2 separate regions of the Oryzias latipes genome follow, and region 1 is linked to region 2. A link is a contact called in public Hi-C data. All regions are on one chromosome and are shown on one strand. Each heading gives the region's core, a stretch centred on a gene start, on an enhancer-like site or on the middle of the called end of the contact. The rest is flanking DNA. Distances are from core to core; before and after follow the strand shown.

Evidence for each region. Hi-C and Micro-C count contacts between places; a contact is called where the count stands out from the background.
Region 1: a contact with region 2 is called in a Hi-C map of embryo, with 2.7 times the contacts expected there. The contact joins the enhancer-like site here to the promoter of fjx1 in region 2. A contact is called at or near these places in 4 of 5 Hi-C or Micro-C datasets (embryo and fibroblasts).

The regions. Positions count from the first base shown.
Region 1 is chr6:23,197,000-23,201,768 of ASM223467v1, forward strand. All of the region lies in intron 4 of ldlrad3 (low-density lipoprotein receptor class A domain-containing protein 3), which reads left to right. Among protein-coding and RNA genes, the nearest start is that of LOC101171241, 79 kb to the right of the region's middle. Within about 2 kb of position 3,287, at least 1 of the 8 cell types and tissues checked has an H3K27ac peak or open chromatin away from gene starts, as enhancers often do. A contact at or near this core is called in embryo, where this site is marked.
Region 2 is chr6:23,006,673-23,010,913 of ASM223467v1, forward strand. It overlaps fjx1 (four-jointed box protein 1), which reads left to right and starts at 1,747. Exons shown (of 1, transcript XM_004069733.4): 1 at 1,747-4,241. The coding sequence starts at 2,128. The coding sequence ends at 3,396.

The sequences.
Region 1 (4,769 bases), core at 2,037-4,536, 190 kb after region 2:
TAATCTACTCCAATTTGCATGCTGAGTGATGGTAAGTCGGGGAGCAGAGCTTCATAAATTTGCAGGGGTATTTAGAATGCCTCACACACACTTATATAAAAATAAATGAGAAATCTCATCATCTCAGAGTTTCTTACAGTGTTTTAAAAGCTGGGCTGTTTGTCAATGACAAGGATGCCCTTTAGCTCCTCATATCTGCTGTCCAGATCAGATGTCTGAGTTCAGTGTTGATCTTCAGTTTCCATGAAGGAAGCACTAAAAGCCACGGGGTCAGACATAGCAAAAATGTCAAAAAATACATATATATACTCTAGGTCAGTCGCCCCGAACATCTTTAAGGCACAAACAAGTTAATGCCAGAGATTACTTTTAGAGACCTGTACAAGGTTGAAGTGGGCGTCCAAATTACTGTATACATTATGTAAAATATCTAAAACGTGACAGATTTTGTCTTAACCCATAAATTGAAGAAAAAAATGTAGAGACTTTAGCCTCATCTGACTTTTAAAGGGCCTATACCATGCAAAATTAAGTTTTTTGAGCTTTGAAGTGAACAACAATGTTCATTCTTCACAAAATGAAACCCCAAAGCGGTATTTTGATCTACTCGAGCATTTCTGAGTACTCCCCTGAAAACCTGCACTCTGAGCTCCAGCCCCTCCCAACGCACCAAAACGAGCGAGGTCCCACATTGTGGCGTAGACCAGTGAGGAACCGCCCCTTCCAGAAAGAGTCTGAGCCGCCAGCTCCGCCCCCTAGGTTAACACAAACACCCGCTTTCTCCGTGGAGCCAGCGGTGATCGGCAGAAATGCTTACCTTTAATATGCACAATATGCACATAAACCTTTGCAAAAGTTTGGATGTTGTTTGTATTCTTGAGCAAGACACAGACACGCTGCCGAGGCCGGAAACCATGTTGACATCATGAAATGGGCGGCACCCACAGGGAGCGAAAGCCGGTGACTGAGATCAAGTTGCCTTACTTTCAGGTTGGAAAAGAGCTCAGGAAAATAACTAATATTAAATAAAGATGTGTTCTTTTGTGTCCCAGCAGTAATACTGTATATGATCATATGCTGTATATGAATATGGTTAACTAGAAATGGCTTAAGAATAGCATGGCATAGGCCCTTTAAGGTGCGACGGATAAATACAAAAAGAATCCTTTCTTTTATTTTGAAGTCAAAGGCCCTTATTGTATTTCCTCACTGGCTCTTTATTGCAAAAAAGAAACTTTCCACATATGTTGGGGGTTTTAACGGTCGGCTCAGCCGCTCTAAGAAAGTAGCAATGTAATTTTTTTTCTATTCTTAGCGACTTAACGTGTGTCAAGAATGAGTCGTTTGTGATTGGCAGAATGGAGTAGTTTTCCAAAAATAAATTCATTCAGAATAATTTTATGGAAAAAATGTTAGTTGTGTTTTTGTTTTTTTTTTCTTTGTGGCCCTGTACCAACGGGTTGGGTGTACTTCACCTTCACATCTGGGACAGAATCCAGCCTCCTTATAAATGCTAAGCTAAATGAAATATATTTTTAAATAGCAAAGAGGTATAATCTTGACAATTTCATCCTTGCCGACAGTCTTTTGTCACACATCACACTGGAAACCTTTCTCCACCCGTTCCAGCCATTTGCACACGGCTCTTTATCTCATGGATACAAATCCAGTCATCTAAAAAAACAGAAGCTTCACAAACATCAAATAAAAATGTGTTTCTAAGGTGGTATGACTTCTTTTTTCCCACGTGCAGTTTTCTGAAAATTACAAATCCACCTCAGCGATACGCAAGACTTGCATGTGTGAAATCACATTTTGCCAAAATAATTCAGTTAGTAGTTTGCTAACAGAAAGATTTAGTAATAAGCAAATGCATGTGCCGTTTCATCAGTGGCTCTCCAGCCATGCCGCAGCTCTGAGTCTCCCATGGGATTTAGGGCAATGAGGCTCATCATCATCACCTATGCATATATAGATTTTATACTAACCCAGCTGTGGTTTTTGCTGCTGATCCAGCGCTTCAACCTTGCCATGTTCAGCCAGGTTTTGCTGCCTTCCTTCTGATTACGCATTGTTCCGTTGTTTTCCTGATTGTTCCACAACAGCCTTTCTGTCACCCTGACCACTCATATTCATACATACTCCTGTTGCCACATCAAGGTCTTGACCGCCATCTGTCCCCAGCTTTGAGATACGCCTCACAGATACGCTACTTTTAGACTACAAGAGTCGAGGCGCTCTTTCGCGCTTAGTCCCCCCTCCCCAAAAGTCATACCTATTCTCAAGCATCACACCTGCTGTAACCAACTGTAGTGGATCATCACCACAGTCTGCTTCTCTAGAGACTTTCTTCTGGTTGTCGTTCTGTTCTGTCCATCTGGTTCACTACACAAACAGCTCAAGCCCAGAATGGTGGAGACATTTACTGAAAAAGAATCTTCTTGAAGATAAAACCATAACACAAAAAGGCACCAAAAGGAACAGAACTTAGAAACTTAGAAAAGGAAAAAAAAATGTCAACAGGCACTTAACCCCTTAACAAAAAAGTATTTGTACCTTGTTCCGGAGCCAGTTTAGCTCGTGCTGGTTTGCGGCGCCTTCCGTCCGTGAAACCCGGGTTCGACTCTAGGCTGCTCCCTGTTCCCTTCTCTACCTCTGCCGGTTCCAAGCCCGGTTAGAGAAGGTTGCGTCAGGAAGGGCATCCGGCGTAAAACATTGCCAAATTTACCATGCGACTTGTTCGCTGTGGCGACCCCTGATGGGAGAAGCCGAAAGTGGAAGATTTGTACCTTGTTCCATAAAATCTTTTTTGCTGCATCAGTTCATCAACTGACAGCAGAAACACAGAATTCAGAGTTCAATCAAATAATCAGCAGGGGGCTGCAGACACACACACACATACACACACACACTCCTTTTCATCTCCTGTATGATTAGCAACAGCCTTTCAGCACTCTATCTCAAATGTTCCAAAAACGTTCCCATTGTTTTGTTTAAGGCAGTATGAGTTTCTTTTGTTTATGTTTCTCAGTGGACCCACAGAAATGTGCTGATACTTGATTGGCAGCATAAGTTGGCCAATAAGGGATCCTTTTGTGTGGGCTCTCCTATTAGGTGATTATGGAAATGATTCTTCTTTTGTTTTGCCTCTCTATTGATACTCTGGTCGGTAATTAACTGGTAACGTGAAAGAGTTGCCAATTTTAAATCACCAGGGAGGGGTCAGAGGGGCTTGTTTTACTGGCTGGTGGCTGGTTGGGGCAGAGGCGGCTGAATTAGATTAGATTTAATTAAGGCATGGGGCCCTGTGACTGCACTGATAGGCTGTACACAGCACACCCTTTTGTAGGTGAAGGAAAACTGCGTGAGAACACAAATATGCCCCCACCACTTTCAAAAAAGGGGGAAACACGAAGAACAGGACATACAAGAAAAAGAAAATAGGTTAGAAATAAAAACCTTAATGGAAAATGGACTTTCTTTCTAAGCTGTTGTCTCATGATAAGGTTACATGTAAAATATTTAAGAGATGCATACAACTCAATCCCCTCCATAGCTGCAGATGCGACAGGTTTTTAAAATCAGGTGGTCAGTATGTTTCATTAGTCTATAAACCATTTTACATTAAGGTGAACTTTTGTTTTACCAAGTATCTCCTCCCATGTTGTAAACTGGTTATTGACCCAACTCTGAATGCAAATTGGAAGCATTCAATAGAAATAGATTGATCCAAGACAGATAATAAAAAGCATTGTTTTCAAAAACTGGTCAGATAAGTTTGCTTACGAGTTTAATGTATTTAGCGGGGTTTCCTATAGTGAGTTTCAGTTAGTAAGGATCTGACCTTAAGATTTTTAGGTAGCATTAATGAAACTGCTGGGTCTGGTTCTTTTAAATCTACTCACAGGACATCATCTATTCCGTACCAGAGTACATTTGACCCAAAGTATGGTTCGCTTGGTTAATATAATCACTCTGGCTCTATTGTGGGGCCTGTCTGGTAAATGGTAAATAATGTATATTTTTTAGTGTGATTTTTTTTTTTTTTTTTTTTTTTTTTACAATCCTGCTCCCATTCACCCACATTCACTCCACTGCCAAACACTGGTGCTAACTTCTAACTTTCAGGAGCAATGTGGGGTTCACTGTCTTTCCCAAAGACCCTTGGACACAAACCTGCCAACTTCCTAACACAGGTCGACTGCCCTACCACAGCACTACGGCCGCCCTGTGGTCTTAACAATGAGAGCAAAAAGTGACAGAGTTCGTTATGACTTCAATTGTTAGGCTGCTACTTGTCATTCACAGAACATCAGCCATAGGACCATTGGGATTACTTCCAAATGCGCTGTGTAACTTGATGTGTTGCACAAAGAAACACATTTGGACCAGTTGGGTGTGCACTCTTATGCCTCATTTCCACTGAGCGGAACGGTACAGTCCGATCCAGACCAGTCCGATATTTTGAGCATTTCCATTATAAAACTAACCCATTAAGCCGGACTGAACCCTAGCATATTTGGGCCCCTGTTGGTTGTAGGTCTATGGAAATATGGAATGGACCAGTTAGAGCGGAGCTAATGTTAAAATCCGTTGATTGGCTGAAGGTCATTATGACAAAAGAAAGCTCCAAGAACGTGGCTGTAATCCTCTCTCCAACAACTTGTACATAGAGAGTACAAGGCTTTAGTCTTTTAAAAAGCTATGACTGTTGTGCGGTGTTGTCTGTAAAGAGATGGTGTGTTTAAGCCTAAAGTAGGATCCTCTCG
Region 2 (4,241 bases), core at 497-2,996:
TGGGTGTTCACTGGGAGGAATGCAAAAGGAAGGGGTGTGATAGTGCTGAGGGGGGGTTCAGCGGATAGCTGACCTGCTGATAACGCAGGTCACGAATTGGATAGGTTTGATATGTGAACATGCCCACACTTGTGCTCGGGGAAAGCGACACCGCGCTGCAGACCGATCTCCTCTGTACACTGCACCCTCCTAAAAAGCAACACACATCCGACAGAATTCCAGAAATGTGCTTAAGCCGTCTTCAATGTCCATGTCTAGACAGAATTCCGGGGATTTGCTTTTACTGACTTTTCAAAACAAGAGGTAGGAAGTGAAAACAAGACTGTTTTTCTTTGCCAGCACCATCATTTATTTCCAATTTGATATTTTGTTTTTGTCCAATATTGTAAAAATACACAGCAAGCCTGTGTATACTGTAACACGTTTTTTGAGACCACTTGTGCACGCCTCCCTGCTCACTCTCAGCCCGGGGAATTTAAGTTCCCTCAGCGGTGCCTACTGCTGTCAATCTGCTATGCAGAGCAAAACGCAAACGTGAACAGGGCAAACCATTCTACAATAACAGTCCAACCATCCAATAAGACACCATAAAAATATAAATCATCTTTTTTTAAACTTCAGCTTCCTTGTTATTGTGAAGTTTTCTTCCTAACTCTTCTTTTACATGAAACAATAATCCCGCTTGGCTACAAAATACCACTTACCCATATAGAGGAAACTCACAGTTTAAGGGTCTTAGCTTGCATTAGTGGACCTGTAGTTTATTGGATCTAAATGTGTGTTTGTGCTGTTTTTTGTCTTCTTGACTCCGTCATTTCAGTTCAAGACCTTGTTGTAAAAATGCTTTGGTTAATTTGATTAGGAAACGAACGTCCAGGATAAAATTTGAAGACATGAGTGGAATTGCAAGGGCTGGGAGGGTGTACCGGAGGCTGGGGGTTGCATGCCAATGCGAAGTAACTGAGTGAGGGGAATGTGTATAATTGATGGTGTGCATCTCAGGCTGGCATTTACAAAATCTGTGAATGAAAATGAAGCCGAGATGAGATAATTACAAGTATAAATTAAGAGTGTGAACTTTCAGTTATATAGAGCAATTAAGTCAAGTAAGCAGTCTCTACCTCTGATAACATACCATAAAGCTGGAGTTATACGCCAGTTAAGTGGGCTTTATCTTGAAGGGTTTGTTTGGTTGAAAATGCTTCCTTTCCTTCTTCCAGCAGCTTTCTGCACAGGTTAATACAGACTAAAGCTATTTGTGTCACTGAGAATTAATGACCAGGGTCCTGCAGCTCAGACATCTACAGATTGCCTTTTATGGTTATTTTTGTTTCTTTTTCATGCCTGATAAAATCTCAGATGGTTTGAGATTTATCTGTCTTGATAAAAGCATCCAGTGTGTGGGCAATATAGACACCTGCAGACAGCCTCCTAAACAGAAAACGCAATAAAGAGGGAAAGTGCATGTTTGACCAAACGAAATAAATAGTCAATTCATGCGTCATCCACACAAGACCTTATTTTTGCACTTAGTGCAAACCCGGGAAATCATTTTCTTAAAATGATAGGATTAATTTAAACTCGGCTATCTGTGCTTTGGGTATTAATTATCTTAGTGCCTCAGCGACACAATCCTGGCGCGCGCACGCACGTACAACGCGGAGCGGTGCACTTGCTCCTCTGAACCCTCCTTCCCACGATCCGCCCACCACCTCGGGACTGAAGTCACGTGCTCCACCGCCTAGTGTCTCTTTCGTCGAGCCCACAGCCCCACAAATCAAACTCAGTCAGCGCCCGGCAGAGAGACAGAATGGAGGATGAGAGGCGGAGAGGCGGCTGTTGACAGAAAGCCCCATCGGCGCCAGCGGAGGACACTTAAGGGATGATCGATGCCGCGCTCGTCCAAAAATGCTGGTTTCTGTGGTGTTCCTGCAAACCGGGAGATGAGATTTGCACAGAACGGAGAGCATCTCCTTGCTGTGATATTCAACAGTCCGCCTGTGCACCGTGCGTGGTGCGTCGGGGGTGTGCGGTGCACGGGGCGCACGGCTCAGTACCGCGCCGGCTCCACTCTGGACTGAGGATAACCGCTGCTCTCTTCAGCTCGGAAGGGTGATCTTCCCCATCATGAGGACTCTCTCAGCCAACTTGTTTGCGGTGCTCCTGATGTGCGCCCTCGCGGGTGTTTTCTACGTCTGGAGCGCACTGGAGAGCCGTTTGGAGCGGCAGAAACGCAGCTTTCCGGCACCAGATGGAGGCTTGTTCCACCGTGGTCTCCCCGAAGACCCCTCCACCAAAACTTTCCGAGCCCTGCTTGCTGTTCCTGCGCCACAAAGACCTGCCCAGAATCTCAGCAGTCAAGCCGCCTCCGCGGGAAGTCGAAATTATCATGTGAAAGAGGATAACAAGAAGAGGTCAGCGCGGCGGGAGGGTCCGGTCACAACATCAGTCAACCCCGTGGACAACAGGATTTTTTGGAGTGACTGGCTCGAGGACCTCTTCCCGGTAGGCTTCACGCAGGAACACGCGTTAGCTTGGAGGAATAAAGGTAGAACGTCCCGGGTGGTTCGGCTGGAGCGTGGATGCGGCAGGACATCCAATCAGCTCGCCACGTTTGCAGACGGGACGAAAGCATGCGTGCGTTACGGGATAAACGCGGATCAGGTGCAAGGTGAAACTTTGACGTACTACTTTGCCAGCGTGCTGGGCATCACAAACCTGCCGCCGCTTGTTCTGTCCCAGCTGAGCAGACACGGGGAGCAATGGGCGGCTGTGAGGACACGGATCGACAGCCTGCAGTGGAGCGATGGGACCGTGGTTTCCCTCACCGAGTGGATTTCCAACCTGAGCGGCGTGGTCGCACCTGCGCCGCTCCGGCAGGAAAGCGGCGGGCTGCACCCTCTGCTCCAGGGGCTAAGCAACAAGACCACGGCGGAGCTTCTGGAGCTGATGCAGTGGACGGACCTGATCCTGTTGGACTACCTGACTGCAAACTTCGACAGACTCGTCAGCAATCTGTTCAGTCTGCAGTGGGACTCGCGCGTCATGGAGCGGGAGACCAACAACCTCCTGAAAACCCCTCACGGGGACCTGGTGTTCATAGACAACGAGGCGGGCCTCGTGCACGGCTTTCGGGTGTTAAACATGTGGGAGAAATACCACAGCTCCGTCCTGAGCTCCGTTTGCGTGTTCAGGAAAAGGACCGCGCGGCGCGTGGCGGAGCTGCACGCGCGCAGAGACGCCAGGCAAAGGCTGCTGGAGCTCTACCGAGACAGCGAGCCTTTGTCTCAGGAACTGGGATTTCTGTCAGATGAGCACGCGGTCGTTCTCCAGGAGAGGATCAGTACTCTGCACAAACATATTTTGCATTGCAAAGAACGCTACAGCGAGCTGTGAGCACACAGGACGCGCGCGCCTGGTGGATTTTATTGTCTGCACAACTAAGAGAAACGAGCTTGTCAAATGTGAATGTTACACCTGTGCAACAGTGATGCACGAAAACGTCTTCAGTATCCAGCTGAACTACCTCCCGTGAATAGAAATGCCTTGTTTATAAATACTAACGATTTATTTCATGCCATTAAGTTCTCCTGTTTAACCTGTGAGGGGAAGTTATAGACTTCTGTCCTCTTTCACTGCATTCATGTTCAGCTGAATATAAATACATGTAAAAATGTAGAGTAAAAGCCTATTTGTGACAATAGGAAACCATATGTTTTTTGTTTTGTTTGTTCAAATTGTGTTAAAGAAACCCCATAAGCCTTAAGTTTACCCTACAGGGGTCTGCAACCTTCAACACTTGGGTCAAGTTCTCACTGACAACAACCCAGGAGCCCCAAAGTCTAACTTGACCCTTCAGAAAAACAAGACACTGATTTGTATTTATACTATTATGGTAGATATAAATGAACTATTGTTTTTGGCATAAAAATGAGCCTTTTTTTTCACAAAAGAAATACATTATAGCTTTTAACAGAGGTTCACTTCTTTTCAAAATAAAAGACAGTGTGTCACAGAATCATCTCAAGGCAGCATAGGTAGGTAGTAGGTAGTGTAATCTCAGTAATGATTAAACAACAGTTTATTTCACCATCTATGGAGCCAGAAATTTGTAAATCTAACAAACCAAAATTAAATCAGAGCTGAGTGAGTGAGTATTTTTCAACCAAAAAAAAAAAATTTGTTCCAAAATAGAAAATAAATTTTATAATCTAGTAAACCTAACTGTCCTCCAACTGATT